Regions from separate parts of the Triticum aestivum genome. Here region 1 is linked to region 2. Evidence: chromatin contacts called from public Hi-C data. All regions are on one chromosome and are shown on one strand. Each heading gives the region's core, a stretch centred on a gene start, on an enhancer-like site or on the middle of the called end of the contact. The rest is flanking DNA. Distances are from core to core; before and after follow the strand shown.

Region 1 (6,820 bases), core at 2,689-5,188, 180 kb after region 2:
CTGAATGTTTCTCCTGCCTTCCCGCCTGGCAATTCCAAAATGATCGTTTCCAGAAACTACCAACAGCAGGAAAATCTGGATGGAGTCCAACCATGTACAGCTTTTCACTGACTATTTCAGAACTTCAGATTACAAGTGCACAAATGGTGTGTTCCGGAGAGCTTTCAGCATTGTATAAGTTTTTTTTTCCTCTGGAGAGAGTCTGGATGATTCCACTGAGGTAACTAAATATTTTTTCCTGCACTATGCTGAGATGTCTTTATTACAGGACAAGCAAAGCTGGCAAAATCTGCACATTGTCAAGAGTAACATTGTGAATTTACTTGGTCATGGAATATTGTTGTGTTCGACCAGAAAAAGAAAAAGATGCCAAAGTACAACTGTAAGAGTGTAGACAATATGATGTAAAAGAAGAAATCACTTTAAAAAGGATCTTGGCAGCATGGTACTTTTCATCACAACCAGCAGTACAACTGCCTTCACAACCGGACATTAAGTATCATATGCCCCCACCACACCCTACAAGATTTCGTCATAGAGGGCTCAAATTAATTCCTTGAGAGTTGAGACTAACAGGAATGATTGTATGGCCCATTTTGTCAACGACGCGGGAGCCCAGCATGCTCAGGAAACATGCTCACTGACATCAAATGAGTTAAGGACGGCAGGTGGATACCTAATTATCATCATAATCATAGTTGGTAAGCACTGCTGCTGGACAAGGAAAGAAACTATTAATTAGACAACATGAATCAAATATTCAGTATTATATGCTAATACATTGATGGAATCAGCATTTGCCTAAATATATATAACACTTTTGCTCTTGAACTATTCAGTGGGAATAAGAATAAAGGTTTGAAACAAGTGGTGGAGGTCAGAGGGTTTAAGCTGATAATAGAGAGATTCTCAAACGACACTTGTCGGCATTTCACTGACGCAACGTGGCCTAACATCTTCAAAAATATGGGAAGGAAGAACAGTGGACAAAGATCACTAAGAATTCCACCAATAGAAGGCCTATGGGGTTCGGTGGTTGAGAGGAGCCCCTCACAGCAATTGCTGAAAACAAGAGCAGCAAAACAAACTGTTGCTTTCCGTTCTGTAGCATCAGCTTGGTGGTCTCCTAATCCCCAGCTAGGTAGCAAGTCACCTAAAGCATCATCCTTTGTCTATCGGTATGTTCCCTAATCCCGCATAAGATACACGGTACACGTACTTAACATGAATGCCAAAGGGAAGTACAAACGAAGACGCACTAGCACTGTACAGTATATGCTTGGTTTATCTGGACGAGAGGGAGGCAGAAGGTTCCGATGCCATTGATTAGACAAGCATGCTAGAATAACGTGGTTTGCCTGTGTGGCTGTGCGCTGTCCTCCTCTGAAGAACGAAACTTAATTCTAGTACAAGAAATTTGTCTTCCCACAAGGTAAACGAAAAATTTGAGATTAGCAAACACTAGAGGACATGCTAATTTCTGGTTTGATGCATCACTTACTAGTTGGCTAGCCTATCAGCTCACTAAGAACTGCCAGCCAAAACAAATTTCTCAAGGGGTCAGATATATTACAGCATGGTCCCATGAATGGCATACCTCATGCAGTTCAAAAATAAACCTCTGCAATATGCCTTACTCTCAAGATAGAATCCCACGGTCACGATAGAAGACAACCGATCTCTCCTCTAGGTAAACTACAACTCGAGGCCTGTGTACATTAAAGTAAAAATTCACTGTCAACTGAGGTCAATATATTGTTTGCATCCTACCACATAGACTTGCGTATGGTTAAATTCAGGTTAGAGTAAGCAATATATTACAGTCCAAGGGCGGCAATGCATGGTCAACTGATTTCTCTTTCAGATGACTGAGACATTACTGAAATATGAGCCTAGCTAGGCGGCCGGAAATTTCAACAATTATGGGAAATCATTGAACTTTGAAATTAGAAGGTAACAGCCACTAGTACTGTACAAATCTGTCACCATCAGCTGCATAATCTAAGGTGCCTAGCTATAGAAAACATAAGTACTGGCAAGTTGCTGCACGATAGATTCCTGTTAAACAAGCTTGGCAAGCTAAGGTTGGAGCTATTCTCCAGTCAAAAAGATTTAGATAAATCTGATTATTTTTAGTGAACAATAAATATGATTCGTTCCTGTTAATATGGACACTATGACTCACCACCCAGACCACGAATAATATTAGGGGAGACATGTCATGAAGGCTTAACCCTGGTTTTGCTAACAATTAGATGTTTGAATCGAATAAATTTGATGTCATTTATCAAAACAATATAAATGCTCGTATTCCAATCCTTCCCCATATTAGAGAAACAAAATGCTGAGAGAAAATTGTAACCGGCGGAATACATAATTAAAAGTCCATGACTATCATGTACTAACAAGCATGGTCTCCTCCAACTCTTAAACATGGAGACCACTAGAAGTCTAGAACCCCATATTAGAGACATGTAAGAGATAATTTTAGTCCTATTATTGAAATCGGAAGTACATTGAACTTTGAAATGGGAAGTTAACAGCCACTAGTACTGTGGAAACTTGTCACCATCACCTGCATAATCCAAGCTGCCTAACTATAGAAAACTAAAGTACTGGCAAGTTGGTGCAAGTGGGGTAAATTCCTGCTAAACAAGCTTGGCAAGCTAAGGTCGGAGTTATTCTCCAAAGTCAAGATATTCCAGATAAATCTAATTCGCTTCAGTTAACGTGGACCTTCTGACTCACGACTCAGACCAGGAAAAAATATTAGGGAAGGAGCGTCATGTAGGCACCATCCCGGAGCAAAGCTTACCCTGGTTTTGCTGACAATTACTCCCTCTGTAAAGAAATAATTACTCCCTCTGCTTTTGCTAACCAAAGCGTTTGAATCGAATAAAATTGACATCATTACTCGAAGCAAAATACATGCTCGTGTTCGAAGCCTTCGATTCCTTCCCCACCACTATTAGCAAAACAAAACGCTAACAGAATTAAAACCGACGGAATGCAAAATTACGAGTCCATGACTATCATGTGCTAATTAGCATTGTCTCCTTCAACTCTTAAACATGGAGACCGCTACAGCCCAACGCTCGACTCGTGTTCAGAGATAATTTTAGTCCTACTGCATCACCACCACATATGAACAGAATCTCATGACCAGTACAGTCTGTCTGCACTTGTCCTGCCATGACTACTCTCGAATGACTAAAATAAAAGCACTGTGGCTAGTATTAAGAAGAACCCCCTGATTATCGCATGCTAATTAGCACAGTTTCCTCGAACTGACACGCCAAGGTTATACACGGGAACCGCTAGAACCCAAAATCTAGGGACAGTGCATCATCACAGCAAAATATGAAACAGAATCCCAATGTAAGGGAATCCTTTGCGTCGGGTGTGGTGAACCGACACCCCAAACTTGTACGCGGGAATCGCTAGAATCCAACTGGCATGCTTTGCAACTGCGGTTGCACGACTTGATCGCGCGCGGATACAGAAGTACGCACGTATCTCTGCAATCTGCATCTTCCATGTGCGCACCGCGCCAGGCGCCACCATGTGAGTATGTGACGCAAAGCTCCGAGCGGAAGAGACGTCAGTGCGTGCGTGTACCTTCGGGTTCGGGGTGAGGTACCTTCCTGACCTACCTCGGGAGGGGTTGGTGGTCGGCTGACTCGGCGCCGCGTGGGAGGGAGAGGGGGGATAGGAATCGGAGCAGGCCGGAGATGGACGCGCGAGGGGTGGGAAGGGATTCCTTGGTCGTCCATTCTGCTTCACCGGCTCCGGCGCCACCGCGATGGACGGAGAGACAGTCGGGTGGTCGGCGGGGGTCGGCGGGGGATGGAGATGGTGACGCGCGCCGACGAGTGGAGGAGCCGAGAGAGATTTGTTGTTGTTTTTTTGAGAATGAGATTTTTTTTTGAGGGGCCAAGAGAGATGCTTACACGCGTCGGTGAGCTCAGGCGTGATGGGGATTCGCTGTTTTAGATGGGCCGTTGTATTAATTGCGACGGGGACCCCTTCGTTGGGCTGTTTTAGATGGGCCGGAGTATTTAGTTGCAAGTTCAACATAGGGAAATGGTGAACGGACACGGATTAGGAGCTCTAGCTCTCGGGCATGCACCCTATATGAACAGTAAAATAAAAAATACTAAAAAAATAAAAATATCCTGAAATTTCAGGGTATCAAACCTGGTCGACAGTGTACTCCCGAATCAAGTTTCATAAAGAAATGATATCCGTGGTATTCTCAGCAAAAAAGACAAAAAATAATTATATAAAAAACGTTTGAATAAATCGTAGGTTGAACTATATTTTCTTCACTAAGAGTACCACTTCGTACGTGAACAGAATGAATGACCATGTTTGATACCCCGAAATTTCAGATTTTTTTTATATTTCCTAGTTTTTTACTATTCATATAGGGTGCATGTTATTGGCACCCGAGAGCTTCTATGCGTTTTCGAGTGGTGAACTCAGCATACACACACTAGAGAACAATGGAAATGATTCAAAGTATTCAACCATTTCTTTTTAATTGGTTTATCAGGGCCTTAGGGCGTGTACAATTATGTTATCTTAGTAGTTTCACATAGAATAAGTAATGAGGTGAAGGAGAGAGAAACTAAAATAAAATTTATCTTCTCTTAATTAAGAGATGATCCCTTAGCATGGTGTCTTTTTTCAGGAAAACTTTTGATCTAGTCATCATATGCCATGACAGTACGAAGAACAGTAGAATTACCAAAAATTACATTCAAGTCCGAAGAGCACCTAGCTACGACTACAAGAATTGGAGCGAGCCCAGGCAGTGTTATCGTCATCATCCCTCCCTCATCGGAGTCGGGCAAAACCTTGTTGTAGTCGACTGCGCTAGACGCATCTCGCAGGCTAGGTGGGAAGGACCTTATTCCATCTTCAAGAAGGCGTCGTCGTCTCGTCTCCATGAGTAGGACACAAAACCCTAATCAAACTGAAAACTCTAATTTAAGAATGGAGCACGATCCCTCCCACCGGAAAGGGTCCGGGCTCACCGTGCCTTCGTGGCCCTAAAGCCATCGAAGACAAGGCGGACCGATGGCGGCGCCAACGAGAATATGTTGAACCCTAATCACCTTGTTTGCCTGGGAGCGCAAGACAAAGGGTATGCTAATTACTATAGATAAGACTAAGAGATGTTGAACTTGATATACATATACACTAGTGCATAACAAAAGCTAGTCATTGTGTCGGACTACAATGGGATTGCATGGAGTAGTTATTAAGGAGATCACTTAGCATTCTGAGTTTTTTCTTCGTCGGAATGTTCTCTTATCCATGAACGGCGTAATCATAATTACGAAGCTCACAACATTGCTAAGTATGCTAGTTCTTTGAGTGTGGGACGCCATGTGTGGCCTGGCGTTCCCTATGACAGTATATCAATCCCTGTAAAAAAAAGTGATTAATAAAGCTTAGTGATGTTGTCCCAAAAAAACTAGAGAAAAATGTACATGATTCAAAGTATTTAATCATTTATTTGAATTGGTTCATCACGGTCTTATGGCATGTACAATGATAATATCTTAGCGGTGCCGCGTAGAATAAATACTGAGGTGGGAGAGACAAACTAGAAGAAAAAGTTTACCTTTTCTTAATTAAGGGATGATCACTTAGAACGACATCACTTACCACATATTTAGCTATATCTAGTTACTAGAGATAAGAATAAGAGATAATTCATGGTATATTAGTTTTATTGTCATATCTAAATTAAATGGCAGGTCCCCGCAAAAAAATGTACATGGCAGAGATAAAATAAGAATGTCTTATAAACCATTGTATATACGATAATCCACTTCTGAGCTCAGGCACATCTGCACCCAAAACAAATACTAGAAAAATTCAAGAAATTCCAAGTTTTTGCACGGTAGATAATTTGATGTGTGAGGTCCACTCCAATTTTCAGATCATTTGGACATATGAGCTGCTCTCGGCAAAAAAGGCAAATTCAGGATCTTAAAAAAGTTTACTATTCATGCACTGTTTTGACCTGATTTGTCTTTTTTGCTGAGAGTAACTCAGATGTCCAAATGATCTGAAAATTGAAGCGAACCTCATAGAATAATTTTTCTACCATGCAAAAAAAATGTTTTTTTTATTTTTTTTTGTGATTTTTTTCTCTGGCCGGATGCAGATGAGCCTAGCCACAGAAGCGTTGCACTCTTGTATATGCCCTAAACATATGTACTCCCTCCATGCAGGTGCATAAGTCATCTTAGGTTGTACACCGTGATCAAGACAGGGGAAAACAAGAAAAATTAATGTTTATTTGCTAATTAATAACATTGCATTCAATGAATTGACCACTGCATGTCGTGTTAGTCTCAAGTCATTAAAAGCGTACACGTCGCACATCTCTTATTGGTTGATTCATTTATTTATATCAAGAAACGAGATGAGAGTTAATGCACCACGCCTAAGTGTTTTGAGATTATTTGGTTTTCTTAAGGTTTACACCTAGACGGAGGGAGAAGTTTTTTCTTCTTCACCATGACACAGACCTGCACTTGCCCACCATTAATGACGCCATTGGGCATTGACACCGATCTGATGATGAATTGATGATGAAGAGTCAAAGTCTGAGTCCATAGGACTTTTTCGTCGAGGTAAATACACTGATGGTGCTTAAACTTGCCACGGATGTGCACTTTAGTGCCTGAACTTGTAAAATACATCGAATTGGTTCCATAACTTGGCATAGATGCGCATATACGGTTCAAATGATGTTTGTTTATGTTAGCGATGCTGACGAGGTACGCCCAGCATCGTATGG
Region 2 (6,201 bases), core at 2,681-5,180:
TATATAGAAAAAAGGAAAACATTTAATCTGATTCTGCAGCAGAACAGGAACCATAAACATCCATAACACAGTTAATGCTACCTAAAACTAAAATCCGGTCTCTCAAGGTGTAAAACAACATTTTAGGCCACTCAGCTACTACCTCCGTCCCAAAATATAGACGTTTTTGTAGGCTAGTTTAGCCTACAAAAATGTCTTATATTTTTTTATGGAGGTAGTACATAAGTAAAAGTCATCTGACAGAGAACATACTTAGCAGTCATCCAGCTCAATTAGGCCTGAATTACGCCTGCAGAGCAAACAAAAAAAATCAAATCATTATGAGCCTCAGGCACAAGAAACACATAACTCAATCTGCACAATCCAGATAATCATGTGCTTCCTCCTGGGACGATTAAGCTCAAAACAACCCAAGACATGAGGTTTTGTAAAGATGCTTTTCTAATAAATTATACTCCTACCTATGATAAAGAAAAGGTGATGAAATTGACAGTACACCATCTGTTCACTAATGTAGGACGTTTTGTCAGTTTTAAATTGAACTGCCAAAACGTCCTACATTAGTGAACAGAGGTAGTACTTCTGTGTGGCACATGAGCACATCTACACTCAGCAAGCCCAGCTTGGACCATTTGGTGTTCTATCTCTTGGAGGATAATAGGATGGCGACAATCAAACTCACCAAAAACAATATAAATTAATCAAGTCAATGGAGTTGTTGCCAAAAATATTGGTAAAAATCAAACCTTTATACTATCTCAACTTGGTCTTCAGTAACACTAACACTTCGAATGTTGAATTGTGAAAATAAATCACTTTGACCACTGCCATCTTCTTGATTTATATAAAGAGCACTAGATCTAATAAATCAGCATAAAAGCCTGCATAGAATAAGATAGCAACTGAAATGGCTTAATCTGTGAAATTAATTCAAAATAATTTTCTCAACAGAAGGGAACACTTTGAACTGTTCTATCATCGTGTATCCATAACAGTAACCTGATTCCGAGGACATTCAAGCAAGACATCCCACAGTTCAAATTGAGTACCTAAATAAGCTTTAGCAAAATGATGCATGACTTCCAAAAGTATTTCAACATCAAAGGATAAGCCAAATAATCGAATATATGCCAGATGTGTACGTAAATAACTGAACTCAACATTGACCTCTGTAGCTAGAGAACATGCTATCAATAACACAGCAGTGAGATTGCAGTTTAGTTCAATTAGTTGTAAGTCTGTAACCATTTCATCCCATTAATGCAGAAGGCCAATGTAAAGCTAGCTGAGCATTGCTGAACTGATGCTTCTTGGGTGGTTCTTTTACCGAGGAGGTTATATCATGTACTCCCTCCGTTCCAAAATATAAGTTTTTGTAGGGATTCCACTACTTGGACTACATAAGGAGCAAAATGAATGAATCTACACTTAAAATGCATCTATATACATCCGTATATGGTTCATAGTGGAATCTCTACAAAGACTTATATTTAGGAACGGAGGGAGTAGAATAGAAGAGGTTAAGACCACAGCAAGAAATCTGACTTGCCTCATTTAGCTGAGACATGCTGATCTCACGATGAGTGAAACATACTATGATTATAAAACAAAACAAAATGCAGAACTACCGACTTCAATGAATCTACATCCGATGTTCTTCCCATCCATACCTGAACTTATGCTTATCCTGAGTACATCTTTGAATCAATATTCTGAAGCTATATGAGTACGAAGTAGTTTGAGAACATCAATATCTGAAACAATGAATGAATGTACTCCCTCCGTAAAGAAATATAAGAGCATCTAGATCACTAAAGAGTGATGTAAACGCTCTTATATTTCTTTACGGAGGGAGTAGTTTGAAAACATGTTCAGCATCTGATCTGTTTTTACGACTCCACCAAACTCACAAACCGGAATTATAACCCTAAAAAGTACTTGCAGAACAGGAGTGGCATCAAATTATTTGGTTGTAGCTTTATCTAAATAAATCATACAGCTCTTGCATAATTATACATTACTCACTAAAAATAAAGGGAAACTCATGTAATAATTCCAATTTTATTTCTTTGATTGACACATGTACAATAGCACAATTCTTGCTGCTCAATTTACATGCCAGGCAGCAAGAGGAGCTTTTTCATGACAAGTTCACAGTTAAGAAGATTTACACACATTCCCACCAGGGTATTATACAGAAGGAAAGCATTTTCCTTATTGAACATGCAGTATAAGATTCTTAAATCCCAGCTTCGATGAGTTTCATCTGAAGAAGATTTACCATACGTCAGAATGATCCTTCACAAGGCAATGGGCCAACCTCCATGCGTTTCGTCCGTGCAATCGCCTTCAGTTCCTCCGACACCAAGCTCTCCTCGATGACCAAATGGTTCAAACGGGCGGCTCGCTGTGCAAAGAGTTCGACACTGGCCCCTTTAATGGCAGGGCAGCGGGAGATGTCCACAACCTCCACTGTCTGCCCACAGTGCCTAAGCAATGAGAGTAGCGATTCACCGGTAATGCCGCGGCAACCCCTAAACCGGATGTCAATTAGATTCCGGCAAGATGATAGCATGGCTCCAATCTCCTTGTCCTTCAGGGTCTCGTTGTAAGACAGATCAAGCCGGCGGAGGTGGCGCATGCTCTGGCTGAGGAACGTGAGCAGCCCAGGCTCCCGTTCAACTACGTCGCAGCTCACCAGGGCGACTTCTTTGATGCCCGCCCCAATGGCCGTGCGCGCGAGAGAACGGAGCCCGTCCCCCGTGACGAGGACACAGCTTTGAAGGCGAAGCACGGCAAGACTGCCCCGGGTGTCGTGGCCTTGCTCTGCGCCAATTGCAAGGAGGTGGTCATTGTGCAGGTCGAGAGGCAGGCGGAGGTCCAAGGTATGCAGTGCCGCGCCGCGCCGACGGATGAACTGGAGAAGGGCCTCCCTGCTGCCGCCGTCATACACCAGGAGAGACTTGAGAGCACAGCACCGGTCAGCGGCGATGAGGAGGACGCGGTCGGCGACGGTTCGGCAAGCGCGGAGCTCAAGCTCGAGCAGGCCGGCGAGGCATCCTGAGAAGGCATTCGACGCGGGGCCATCTCCGATGCCGTCGCAAGCGCGCAGCTGCAGCCACCGTAGGCTCCCACAGCGCTGCCATAGCCACCCGAGTCCGTGGTCGCCGGAGCGGATGCCGCACAGCGACAGCCTCTCCAGAGGCAACGCCCCTACGGCGTCGCCCTCGCAGCTGGAGTCTTCATCGGAGCTGGAACCGGCCGAGTCAACGGCAGCAACGGCGGAGTTGACAAAGGCGAAGGATTTGAGGCAGGGCAAGCAGGCGAGCCAACGGAACGACAGGGGGCTGACGGCGGCGAGGTGGAGCGAGGTGAGGCCGGAGAGGGTGACGGAGACGTCGCGCAGTGCAGCGGGCGAGACGGGCGAACCGACCGAGAACCGCAGCGCCGTGAGCCTGGTGGCCGACGGCGAGGCGGACACCGCGAGCAGGAGCGCGTCGGCGTCGTGAGCGGCGGCCGAGGACGCGGAGACGACGGCCAGCGCGGATAGATACGGGTAGCGCGAGAGCAGGTCAGCCAGAGGACCCGCAGCCGCGGAGGCCGATGCTCCGGTGAAGGCCGGCGGCAGGCGGAGGGTGAGGCGGGACGTGGAGGCTCGGAGGAGCGCGACCCAGCGGCGGGAGACGAGGGAGACGGCCGGCCCGGCGGCGGGCGGGAGCAGGCGGAACACCTCCTGCAGCAGGTCGTCGCAGAGCGCGGCGTCCACGTCGCCGCATGCCCCGCCACCGCAGCCGGCGCGGCGGCCTCCGCCGCCGCGTCGGGGGCTTATTGGCGCCGTAGCCAGGGGGAGAACGCGGCCACGCCTCAGCTCATCGGCACGGCGTGCCCAGGTAAAATTTTCCCTCCAGGGGAATTGGGCTGCTCGGCGGCCTCAGGTGGGGATGGGGCTGGGGAAGGTGGGGAGGGGGGTCGCTCTTGTGTGGCCGCCCGCGAGATTAGGTGGGGAAGGAGGGAGATGCCGACAAGCGAGGTGGGGGTATCGTATCGTATCAACATCGGCGGCGTGAGCGTGCGTTGGCTATCCTTCCAAAATGGTTGTGGAGGCGGCTCCGATGGATAAATCACAGGATTCGAGGCTCCATGGAATGCTTTCGTCTCGGCGTTTTCTTTCTTTTTCATGAAACACTTTTTTAATTAGTGTTGCGTAAAGTAAGATTTTTGGGATGGCTTACAGTGATAATTTGTTTTGATCCTGCTGAAAAACAGAAACGTTTGCGCGTAGGAAAATAATTTTCATAATTTACAGAAGCGTGTTTTTGATCTGATTCTTTTTGCACAAGATTGGTACACAAATTACCCAGGCTATCCTAATTTTTAGAATATTTGGAGTTACAGAAGTATTCGAAGTTTTCAGATTGCTACAGACTGTTCCGTTTTTGACAGATTCTGTTTTCTATGTGTTGTTTGCTTATTTTGATGAATTTATGAGTAGTATCGGGGGTATGAACCATAGAAAAGTTGGAATGAGTAGATATTATATCAATATAAATAAAGAATGAGTTCACAACAGTATCAAAAGTGGTGATTATTTTCTTATACTAACGGAGCTTATGCGATTTTCTGTTGAGTTTTGTATTGTGAAGTTTTTAAGTTTTAGGTAAGGATTTGATGGACAATTGAATAAGAAAATGGCAAGAGCCTAAGCTTGGGGATGCTCAAGGCATCCCAAGGTAATATTCAAGGACAACCAAGAGCCTAAGCTTGGGGATGCCCCGGAAGGCAGTCCCTCTTTCGTCTTCGTCTATCGGTAACTCTACTTGAAGTTATATTTTTATTCATCACATGATATGTGTTTTGCTTGGAGCGTCTTGTATGATTTGAGTTTTTGCTTTTTAGTTTGTCACAATCATCCTTGCTGTACACATCTTTTGAGAGGGACATGCATGAATCATGATTTATTAGAATATTCTATGTGCTTTACTTATATTTTTTGAGCTAGACAATTTTGCTCTAGTGCTTCACTTATATCTTTTTAGAGCACGACGGTGGTTTTATTTTATATAAATTGTTGAACTCTTATGCTTCACATATATTATTTTGAAAGTCTTTTTAAATAGCATGGTAATTTGCTCTGGTTATAAATTTAGTCCTAATATGATAGTCATCCAAGAGGGGTATATTAAAAACTTTCATATAGAGTGCATTGAATACTATGAGAAATTTGATTTCTTATGATTGTTTTGAGATATAAAGATCATGATATTAGATTCATGCTAGTGAGTAATTATGAATTAGAGAAATACTTGTGTTGAGGTTTGTGATTCCCGTAGCATGCACGTATGGTGAACCGCTATGTAACGAAGTTGGAGCATGAGATATTTATTGATTGTCTTTCTTATGAGTGGCGGTCGAGGACGAGCGATGGTCTTTTCCTACCAATCTATCCTCCTAGGAGCATGTGTGTAGTACTTTGTTTCGATAACTAATAGATTTTTGCAATAAATATGTGAGTTTTTTATGACTAATGTAGAGTCCATGGATTATACTGTTGGGTTTCGTAGTAATTTCAAAAAATTTCCTACGCACACACAGGATCATGTGATGCATAGCAACGAGGGGAGAGTATTGTCTACGTACCCAACGCAGACCGACTGCGGAAGCGATGACACGACGTAGAGGAAGTAGTCGTACGTCTTCACGATCCAACCGATCAAGCACCGAAACTACGGCACCTCCGAGTTCGAGCACACGTTCAGCTCGATGACGATCCCCGGACTCCGATCCAGCAAAGTGTCGGGGAAGAGTTTCGTCAGCACGACGGCGTGGTGACGATCTTGATGAACTACAGCAGCAGGGCTTCGCCTAAACTCCGCTACACTATTATCGAGGAATATGGTGGCAGGGGGCACCGCACACGGCTAAGGAATAGATCACGTGGATCAACTTGTGTCAACTTGTGTGTCTTTGGGGTGCCTTTACCTCAGTATATAAAGGAGCCAAGGGGGAAGGGGGCGCCGGCCAAGAGAGAGAGGCGCAGGAGGAGTCCTACTCCTACCGGGAGTAGGACTCCCCCCCCCAATCCTATTCCAACTAGGATTCCCAAGGGGGAAAGAGGGAGAGGGGTGGCCGGCCACCTCTCCTAGTCCTAATAGGACTAGGGGAAGGGGGGAGGCGCGCAGCCCCCTTGGGCTGCCCCTTTCT

Evidence for each region. A called contact is a pair of places that touch in the nucleus more often than the background predicts.
Region 1: a contact with region 2 is called in a Hi-C map of leaf, with 1.9 times the contacts expected there. The contact joins the promoter of LOC123091453 here to the promoter of LOC123091451 in region 2. A contact is called at or near these places in 4 of 5 Hi-C or Micro-C datasets (leaf and an unstated tissue).

The regions. Positions count from the first base shown.
Region 1 is chr4B:131,025,812-131,032,631 of IWGSC CS RefSeq v2.1, forward strand. It overlaps LOC123091453 (disease resistance protein RGA2), which reads right to left and starts at 3,939. Exons shown (of 4, transcript XM_044512964.1): 1 at 422-3,939; 2 at 1-289.
Region 2 is chr4B:130,849,342-130,855,542 of IWGSC CS RefSeq v2.1, forward strand. LOC123091451 (F-box/LRR-repeat protein 4) reads right to left here and starts at 3,931. Exons shown (of 1, transcript XM_044512960.1): 1 at 2,048-3,931. The coding sequence starts at 3,931. The coding sequence ends at 2,288.